Linked DNA regions of Mus musculus: region 2 is linked to region 1. A link is a contact called in public HiCAR-type data. All regions are on one chromosome and are shown on one strand. Each heading gives the region's core, a stretch centred on a gene start, on an enhancer-like site or on the middle of the called end of the contact. The rest is flanking DNA. Distances are from core to core; before and after follow the strand shown. Region 1 overlaps Gm46361 (a long non-coding RNA gene). Region 2 overlaps Gm36660 (a long non-coding RNA gene).

Region 1 (4,626 bases), core at 1,070-3,569:
CACCTATCTAGTCCATGAGTGCTGTTCTTGGTAAGAGGTAGTAAGAGACAGGAGCTAATGGTGTGGTCAAGCTAAGGCCTTCCCTACATAGGTAGGACATTCAGCACTCATCCACATCTAGAAATGGTAGGTGACGTAAGTAAGTCCTGATGGACACAGCTCGCTTGTCTCATGGCCCAGTATCCCTAAGTGCTCCCCAGTAAGAGTAACCTGCTAAGAACTGGGCAGACTGCTTACCCAGAGTGACAGCTCCTATACCCACTGACCTTTGCCCTGACCTGTTGTCAACAGTAGCTGGAAGTCCTCCTTTTTCCTCCTCCTACCTCTTAGATCTCTCCCTCTGTCTCCTCCCCAGCGTCTTTTGCTGCTGCCGCATCAAATGGTGTCTTCTCTAGGTTTGGGCTTCTGTTTGCTCTTTCAGATATGTTTGTTCTGCTTGAGTGACCTTATTACTCTGCTGGCTTCACTTACCACCCATGCTCTACGATCTCAGGCCCAGCCATCTTCCTGAATTTCCCACATGTATTTCCAAATGCCTACAGGACACTTCGAGCTGGGCATTGTGTGGTTCTCTCCAATCACACATGTCTAAAGCATATTGGTTATCATGACCCTGCCTCCTATGACAATCGCCTCACATGTTCCTCCCCTGTCTCTTTTATGTCAGTTGACAAAATTGCTATCCCACAGATACCCAAATGGAAAACTTAAAACCACTCTTGATCTTCCCTCTCTCACTGACATCTGCCCTTTCCATCTGTGCCAACATCAACCTGAATGTGACACACACACACACACACACACACACACACACACACACACACACACACCGGCTATGGCAGATTCCCTCTGGGATCTGGCCACTCTTGGTTCTCTCTCTACTCTACAAATGGGAGACAACTGTTCAAACACAGTAGCTGTTTGTGCTAGTCTTTGTGTTCAGAACTGGTATGGGTGGGGTGTTTGGTGTTTTATCTGTGAACTGGATGTGTGCCTAGCTAGTGCTCACAGAAGCCAGAAGAGGGAGTTGGATTCCATGGAACTGGAGTTACAGGCCCATGTAAGCTACCTTGTGGGTACTAAGACTCAAACTCGAGTCATCTTGTAAAACAGACAGTGCTCTTAACCTCTGAGCCATCTCTCCAGCTCCACAGACAGTTTCATGACCTCAGACCCGCTCTAGAACCACGGATGACCTTTGAATTTCTGATTATCTTGCTTCTATCTCCACCCCAAACCCGGGGGTTATATGTGTGCTTGCACCACACATGGTTTCTGCCGAGCTGGGAATTCAACACAGGTCCTCATACGTGCTAGGCAAGCACTCTACCTACTAAGCCACATGAGCCCTTTCCTTGCAATCCTTTTTTATATTCCATATTCCACTTCATGTTGAACCCCAAGCCTATCTAAATAACAAATGGATAATTGATATTTTGGAAATCAATGTGGGGTCCTTAAAGGAGAATAAAGACCTTAGGGATGACCCCTTCTGTCCTCATGTTTACTCTGGTGGCTCCTCTTCTCAAATCTCCAGTGTTTCTCACACTGTTTCTGCCCCAGGTGTCTCCTGTCCAGATACATAGACAAGACACCAAGGGCAAGGGCATTCTGGTTCCATTCCAAGACAATGACTGGCACACAGTAGGGCCCTGAAACAGGCCAGCTGACTGTCAGGGGCATGAGGCAAGGGGAAGTGGCCGTTTGCTGCTACCATATCCAGTGGCCAAGCTGTTTGGATGGAAAAGGGCTTCACTGACAAGTGTGGAGCTGGACGCACACACCTCTTGCTCAAGAAAAACAGCTTTGTCCCCGTGTCTTGCCCTTTAAAATACCCCATGTACAGCCAAAGAAGAGAACCAAGAGCCAGACACATGCCCGTGGGATCTGATGGTCAATGGTCTGCTCTTATCATCCTGAGCAGAAAGTCAGCGGGCTAGAGCCAGTCCTAAGACTTGGCTTCTCCTTTCAAATGATCTGTGCAGACCCAATTCTATTTCTATCCCAACAACAAGGTATTTATTTCTTTTTCAAGGATCTCAAGTGAAGCCTAGCTTCTCAGTTGTTCCCACATCCCGTTCCTGGAATTCCCTAATTTCTATTCCCTGAGACAAGAATAATTGAATACAGGGCTTTGTTGGTCTTTGGCAAAGCACTTAGAATCGCTGCTGGCTTTGGCAGGATGGGGGCAAGGTGGACAGGTAACCAACCGTAAGAAATTCCAATAAAAATTCTGAGTAAAGGTACGCTTCAAATTAAGAGTTAGATTTTGTGTGTATGAGAGAGAGTTGTTTCAGGCTAGGTGCCTGCTCTCGGAACGTTCTGGGCATGTGCCAGTGTGCTTGGCGTCCCCTGTCATTGTTGACTCTTGCAAATTTCACACATGCTCACCTCATCTTCCTTTCTTTTTACAATCTCCCCAGAAAGCACCCCACCTCTGACCTGAGCATTTCATTAGTCCTCCCTCCTTAGAGGCCATTTGGGATTTTTCTTGACAGTCGTTTTATTCACTCTGGCTCAGACCTGCCAGCCCAGCTTTTCTCAGCCAAGCCTCCAAAGGAAACATGATCTGCTTGCTGCGTCAGATCACTTGGAAATAGATACGACTGGCTTGGAGTCACTCCACGCAGGGCTGTAAAATTGCTCTCCTCCTTCTAAGTGGGTTGGGTCAAGCCCAAGCTGAGGCAAGAGGTTTCCAAGGAACACGGAGCACAGGCTGTAGTAAGTGGCAGTGATGGAGACAGTGGCTCGCTCACTTTGGAGTCAGTATTAACCTTCCATTGTGAAGGGTGACCTTCATGGTCAAGCACAAGCAAGACACTGGGGTCTTTGCTGGGGTGCCTGAATCATTTTACAAGGGTGATGAGGATTCAGGCTTGCTGTGAATCTCTTCATTCAAGCCAAGTTCTAGTGTAAAGTTTTGCTATTTCCAAGAAGGTTAGTCGATTTGATTTCAAGATGTATGTGTCTTGTGCAAAGTTTGTTAAGGTATCTACTCTTCTATTGGGCCACACTAACAAATACCATCAAAGTTCTGATACTCTTTCCAAGGTTTCCTTGGAATTCCAAATAGGATTAAAATACTGCTTGGCTCCTCTTTTCTTGTTCATTTTAAATTGTATTTTATATGTCTGGATGGTTTGCCTGCATGTATGTACACCATGTACACAGAATAAGAAGGCCAGAAGACAGCATTGGATGCCCCCAGGAACTAGAATTATAGGCGTTGTGAGCCATGATGTAGGTGCTGGAACTTAAATCCAGCCCTCTGGAAGAACAACAAGTTCTCTTAACTGAAGAGCCGTTTCCAGCCCCTGGCTTCCTTTCTCACTGCTGTTTCATTCTGATGCCTGGGAGTCAGCCTGGTCTAATGAGTAGGGCTCTTAGGTGGGAGTCCCAGGTCTCAGCAATGCCAATCAAAGCAAGTCCTTTAATGTGCGTCAATTGCCTCATCTATGAAATGTGATTTGTGCTAAGTGCTTTGACCATCACAGAGCACTGTATAAAGACAGGGAAGGGTTGCTCTCAGCTGTAGCTATGGGATTGAAAACAAGGTTTTCTGGGGGTTTTATGGAAGCTGTGAGTTAAAACATGACAGGCAGACAAACATGACAGGCCAGAAGGCAGGACGATGACTATCCCATTAGAAACACGCTGCAAACTCTCTAAGCTCATCTGTCAGGATTTTCATATAACCTTTCATTTTAAACAATAGAATTAAGTTACTAAATCTCATGCCTGGTAAAATAATTTGCCCCTGCCCCCTTTTTTTCCTGCCAGGGACACAGAAACAATTCTCGTTGCTTAATTATTTTCTGGAATGATAAGGCACTCACTGACAGATCGAAGAAATGATTCCATCTGAGTCTATCCTGGTAAAGCAAGGTATTGGGGTTACAAGAGCACATGAAGTGGCCTCCATGCAAAGGGGAGGACTTTAAGTAGGGATGTAAAGTGGGAGGCATGCGAAGCGGGGAATTGGGAGCAGAGGAAAGGGGTAGACAGAATCTCTGGGATTGGTCTGGTTATCTGTCCCTTCTCCTAGTGAATCTTTAACGGCCTCATTCCTGTTTCTATAGACCTTGCTACCATTATATCTGCTCTGAAATGTGTGACAGTCTCGCCAAGGCCTGAGGAAGCTGTTTCTCTGCGGCTGTTTTGGTATTCAACCACTTGCCTTTGCCAAACAGCTTCTCAGTCCTAGAGATCTGGGGAGATCTAAGAGCAAAAGTCCTTAACTTCAAGACCAGCCCCTCGGGAGGTCTGAGCTTATAAATAGCTAACCATGGAGAAGGAGGCAGAGGGGAGCAGAAGAGTCACAATGGAGCAGTGGTTGGCAGAATGTGGTCCTAGGGCCAAACCCAGCTCCTGTTCTACTTCTGTAATGTGAGTTTGATTAGAACCAAGCTCATTTGTCTGCATGCTGGCAATGGCTGTTTTTGTACTACAGTGGCAGAACTGAGTAGCCGTGACAGAGACAGTGAGTGTCATGACTCAACTTGATTGCCAGGTTGGCTGAAAGGGCTTAAGAAATTAGTAAAGGGAACTTCAGGGTACTTCCCTCTGCAAGGATGATCCAGAGAACAGTAGATAAGGAGACAGACTTGCTATGACTGTGGTGACGCC
Region 2 (4,425 bases), core at 1,525-4,024, 150 kb before region 1:
TAAGACAAGGAGATTTTTTTTCACTTAGGAGATGGAGGTGGGAGGATCAGAAGCTGAAGGCCATTCTTGCCTACAGTAGTGATTTTCAGGCCAATGTGGGATAACTAAAGCCTGTCTAAAAATAAAAAAATAATAATAAAACCAAAAATTAACAAATAAACAACCCTCCACCTTCTTCCAAATTAGCACAACACTGCATGTAATTGGAGTGTGTGCTGAAAGACGAAAGCAACCCTTTCAGACGTCAGCAGAACGCTTCACTGTTGGCTGTTTTCCCCATCATGCTAAAATCTTGTTCTCAAAATGAGGTTCGGGCTCTGGAGGCACCTGAGCGCCTTCCCACTGTACTTAAGGGGCAGACTTTTAGACATTCTCCCCCTTATAACAGAATCCCTGGGGCTGCAATCTAAGAGTCAGAAGCCAAGCCAAGCCTTCCCATGTCAGGACACATATTCATATTTGAGGGCTGGTGTTTCAGAAGTTCTCAAAAACATCCTGGAAACAAAAGAGGGAGAGTCAAGTCACCAAATCTTCAAATTTAGTAACATTTAAATTCTACCAAAAATTGTCTTAATCTTCTGAAATATACTTGAAGAATTTTTTCATTAACATCTGGCTGCAATCTGCCCAGAGACGTTAGTAACTATGCATTAAGAATATTTTAGTACTTGATCTAACGTATTCTTTATGATTCTCTGTAAACACATTCTTAAGAAAAATGAAATATTTTAATTCAAACAGCACATTTGAGAGGGGGAAAAATATATCCATAAGAAGACTGTATTTATAAGAAAATGGAATTTTTCTAGGGCTCTGAGCTTTTGTCAAATTTAATGTCCCGTCGGTGACTGTTTAGCAAAATGCACCCACTGACAATGTTCATGGAGATCCTCGGAAACTATTACGTTTCATAGATTCTAAGAACTGCCATTCAGTAAATTGTTCATTTGGGGACTAGGGTCTCTCAAGAAGCCCTACTAGGACTCAGGAGGAAGAAGAGGGGTTGGAAGGGTGCCAGCAGATCTCTCTTCCTTGAGATATTCACCCGTGGGGTTCTAAGAAGATCCACGGTATTTTTCTCCGTCACCAGCCAGTTAGTTTTATCATAGGAAGGGGCAGTTCTTACCAGCCTTTTAAAGATGCATGATTCACACTTGACCAGGGAAGATGTTGGACTGCATTCCCTTGGTGAAGTAGGGACAGTCTGTGCCCTTAGAGGAAGCCACTGGGCATCACACTGTGTCACAGGTGACAGCTTCCCAGAGAGTTTTCTCTATCCCCTGGGCAACCCTCCTTGTGGCTGCTATAGCTTTGTTGTTTGTGCGAAGTACACATGATCACTATGCTGGTGAGTGGCTAGTGAAAGAGCCTTCCAAAGCAGACTGTGTGGATGCCATCAGTCACTGCCAGCTTCAACTCATCACTGACCCTGTCCTGGTACAGTCACTGCGCCTGGTCACTAACAGTCAACTTCTTCACCAGAGTCACTTTCTTGTTTGATTCACACGGCAACCCTATGGAGAGAGTATGTCATTGCCCATTTGTAAACAGGGACGTTAATCTCAATCATTGAAGCCTTGTAGTCACTCTGCAGTTGGCATGAACTTTGAAAGTAGGCAGCCTGGTTCCAGCATCCCCTGCCTTCTTTACTCACTAAGAAACATGCAGGTTTTCTGTCTGAAGCCTGCCTACCACTAATGGATGAATGTCCAGGGAGAACAAGGGGCAGTAAGAGATGTGTACAGGCTAGAAGCTTTAATGTTGACATGTTCAGAGTGGGACGAAGTCATTTACGTGTGTTCTGGGGTTTGCAGCTCTCAGCAGATAAGAGCTAATTGGGTTGGGCTCAGTGGTAGAGTGCTTATCTAACATTGTTCTGAGTTCTATATTTGCACCACAAAACAGAGATACAGACACACAAGCAAAAGCAAACGGTCCCAAGGAAAACTCCTCTGAGTACAAGTCGCTGAGATGGGTGGAGAATGTCAAATGTGAACATGTTTTCTCTCTAAGTTTGCCAGGGAGGTTTAAATCTGAATTTCAGGTGAACAGCAATATTTTCCTATGACTCTGATCCAAACATCACATGGGGATATAAAGTTATGCTGCTGTTTATTTGAATCAAATTTCATCAGGAGTCTGCTGTCTTCATCTGCAAAAGGTAGCCTATCAATGTTTTTGGTGAGACAGCCCAGAACTCAGGCTGTGTGTTTGATAAGTCATCTCAAAGACTGAAAGTACAGAACAGATGCAGAACTCAAGACTTAAACCAAAGGGCATCATATGACCTTCATTTTGGGGGCATTCTCAGAAGTCTTCCAAAGGCAGGCAAGTGGAGGCGAAATGTTTCCCTCAGTCCCAGCAACTTCCACCCCTATTACGTCTGTATGAGTTTTTATTAGAATTGAGCTCTGGTTTCAAGTTCAGATACAGTGCATTGAAGCTGCAGTTTTAGCCTTTGGGCTTTGTCTCCCTGGGAAGTTGTCTTTTACATCAGCAGTCACTCTACTGCCAAAGCTGTCACCCTCCTGGCTATGATTCTGCTTCTCTGGGCCCTCCCACAGCTCAGTCACCCCCATTTCTGGTAAAAGGTTTGAGATCCTCTAGGGAAAAATGTCTTCAACCGCTCGAGCTCTGGCCTGTCCTGAAAAGCTGGCTCAGCTGTTCTAGAGTTCCCAGCAGAGCTACCAGACATGAAAGGTGCAGCCCAGGCATGTTGGAAATGATGACTGTCCAGCCCTTTTCTGGGGCTGGGAGGGATACGGCAGGTTCATGGGGTGGGGCCAGCAGGGGGAGGAGTCTTCTCCATCTCAGGCTGAGCCTAGTTCTCTGGTTCCATCTGACCTTTGTGCACTGGAAGACAGGGTGAGGCTCACAGCCAGGGGACCTTTCGGAGTAGCCTGGAGGGAAGATGTGTCTGGGTGGTCCAGGCCCCAGGGATTGTGGGGGCCACTCTGACCCTCATTGTGTGTGAGCCCTTAGTGAGGGTGTTCAGAACTTGTGTTGCTGAAGGTCATGGGCTAGGATTTGCCAAGATCAGTGTGTGCTTGGTGTGTTACAGGGATGGCAGATGGGCTGCTTATATGAGCTGCTAGCTGACTTCAATGCTGAGAATGGGGAAGCACCACACACCTACCATTCATTCTCCTGCTGCCGGCCAGCCTTTCCCATTGTATCCGCATTCCCTGTCTCCCGAGGGCAAATCACTGTCATCCACTAAGGCTCCTCTACCAGCCACACAGTCCTGTCAGCCTCTCCCCAACCTCCAGGTCCTTTGCCTACACATGCCCAGTGTGTGCCCATTCTCAGGAGTGTTCTCTGTCCATCTGGCAAACTTCTCCTTAGCAACAAAATGTGCTCCAAAGTCACCATCCCTGTGAAGCCCAGATCCTTTGACACCTCGGTTCTCTTCTTGTCTTTTCCTTTGCTGGAGAATGCTTACATAATTTATTCACAAGGAAGCTTTATATCCCAAGCCCTGTGTGTGGCTCCCTATTTGGTTCCCAATTCATCCTAGGCCTCTTGAACACTCTCGGGGGTTTACCCAGAGCCTGGACTTTCTAGGGCAGCCAAGGCTCAGTTCCCTGACTTCTTTTCAGCTGCCCCAAGAATGGGCTACTGACCAAGCAGATGTGGCGAAGCCAAGGCACACACGATACCATCTGTGGCCAACTCTGGAACCTTATGAGGCCTCGAGTTCTTCCCCCATTTCTGGGGTTCTCCCTGGCCCAGAGCTGGACTTTTCTTGCTCTGTTAACCAATTGTTTCTGCTTGCCAGCAGCTTGGCTAAGCTGTGCTCCTGATACGCAAAGGGCTACTTGGTGACTCTTCTTCCTATGAATGTTGGGGAGATGTTCCAGTGCTATAGAGAGGGTTAGGGAGGAGGGTCCAGTAGGAGGTAGAGAAGAAGATGGGTATGGGAACCAAGGAGCCCATGCAATTGCTTATAGCAGAGGTTTTTAATAAGGGGCAGGCATTCTTTGCTAATGTCTACAGAAAAAAAAGTTTTTTGATCATACCTATCAATGGAAGGAGTGCTATGGCATCTAGTGTTGGCTCTGAGGTCATTAAGTCGCCTGTAGGCCACTGGAGAGTCCCACACTATGAACTTTCCAGCCCAAAGTCTCAAGTCCTCAGGCTGAGAATCTCTGCTCTAGAGAAGGGCTGGGGTCAGGTAGGATGTAATGTTGAGCTTGAGAGGTGGACTCAAGGCTTATAGAAGCAGAGGCCAGCAGGCATTGTCTTCTGGGCATGTCTGCTGCCTTCCATATGCCTTCTGGTTCCTCACATGGAGCCAAAGGTCTCTGCGTGGACATTGCTCCTCACTGTCCCTTCCCATTCCCACCCACTCCCTAGTGAGATCATATGATGATTGGATATCAGATATTGAAAAAAACCCTTCTACCTTCTGTTATTTTTTTCTAG

What was found. HiCAR-type assays count read pairs that join an accessible place to other places.
Region 2: a HiCAR-type map of fibro-adipogenic progenitors shows a contact between it and region 1, with 3 times the contacts expected there. The contact joins two enhancer-like sites. A contact is called at or near these places in 1 of 484 Hi-C or Micro-C datasets (bone marrow-derived macrophages), 2 of 115 datasets of contacts at active chromatin or transcription factors (embryonic stem cells and fibro-adipogenic progenitors) and 1 of 9 other capture datasets (embryonic stem cells).

The regions. Positions count from the first base shown.
Region 1 is chr12:79,885,379-79,890,004 of GRCm38.p6, reverse strand. All of the region lies in intron 1 of Gm46361 (a long non-coding RNA gene), which reads right to left. Among named protein-coding and RNA genes, the nearest start is that of Gm46362, 5.0 kb to the left of the region's middle. Within about 2 kb of position 2,319, at least 66 of the 459 cell types and tissues checked have an H3K27ac peak or open chromatin away from gene starts, as enhancers often do. A contact at or near this core is called in fibro-adipogenic progenitors, where this site is marked.
Region 2 is chr12:80,033,495-80,037,919 of GRCm38.p6, reverse strand. All of the region lies in intron 3 of Gm36660 (a long non-coding RNA gene), which reads left to right. Gm36834 (a long non-coding RNA gene) reads right to left here. Exons shown (of 5, transcript XR_381742.3): 5 at 1-495. Among named protein-coding and RNA genes, the nearest start is that of Gm36834, 16 kb to the right of the region's middle. Within about 2 kb of position 2,774, at least 35 of the 459 cell types and tissues checked have an H3K27ac peak or open chromatin away from gene starts, as enhancers often do. A contact at or near this core is called in fibro-adipogenic progenitors, where this site is marked.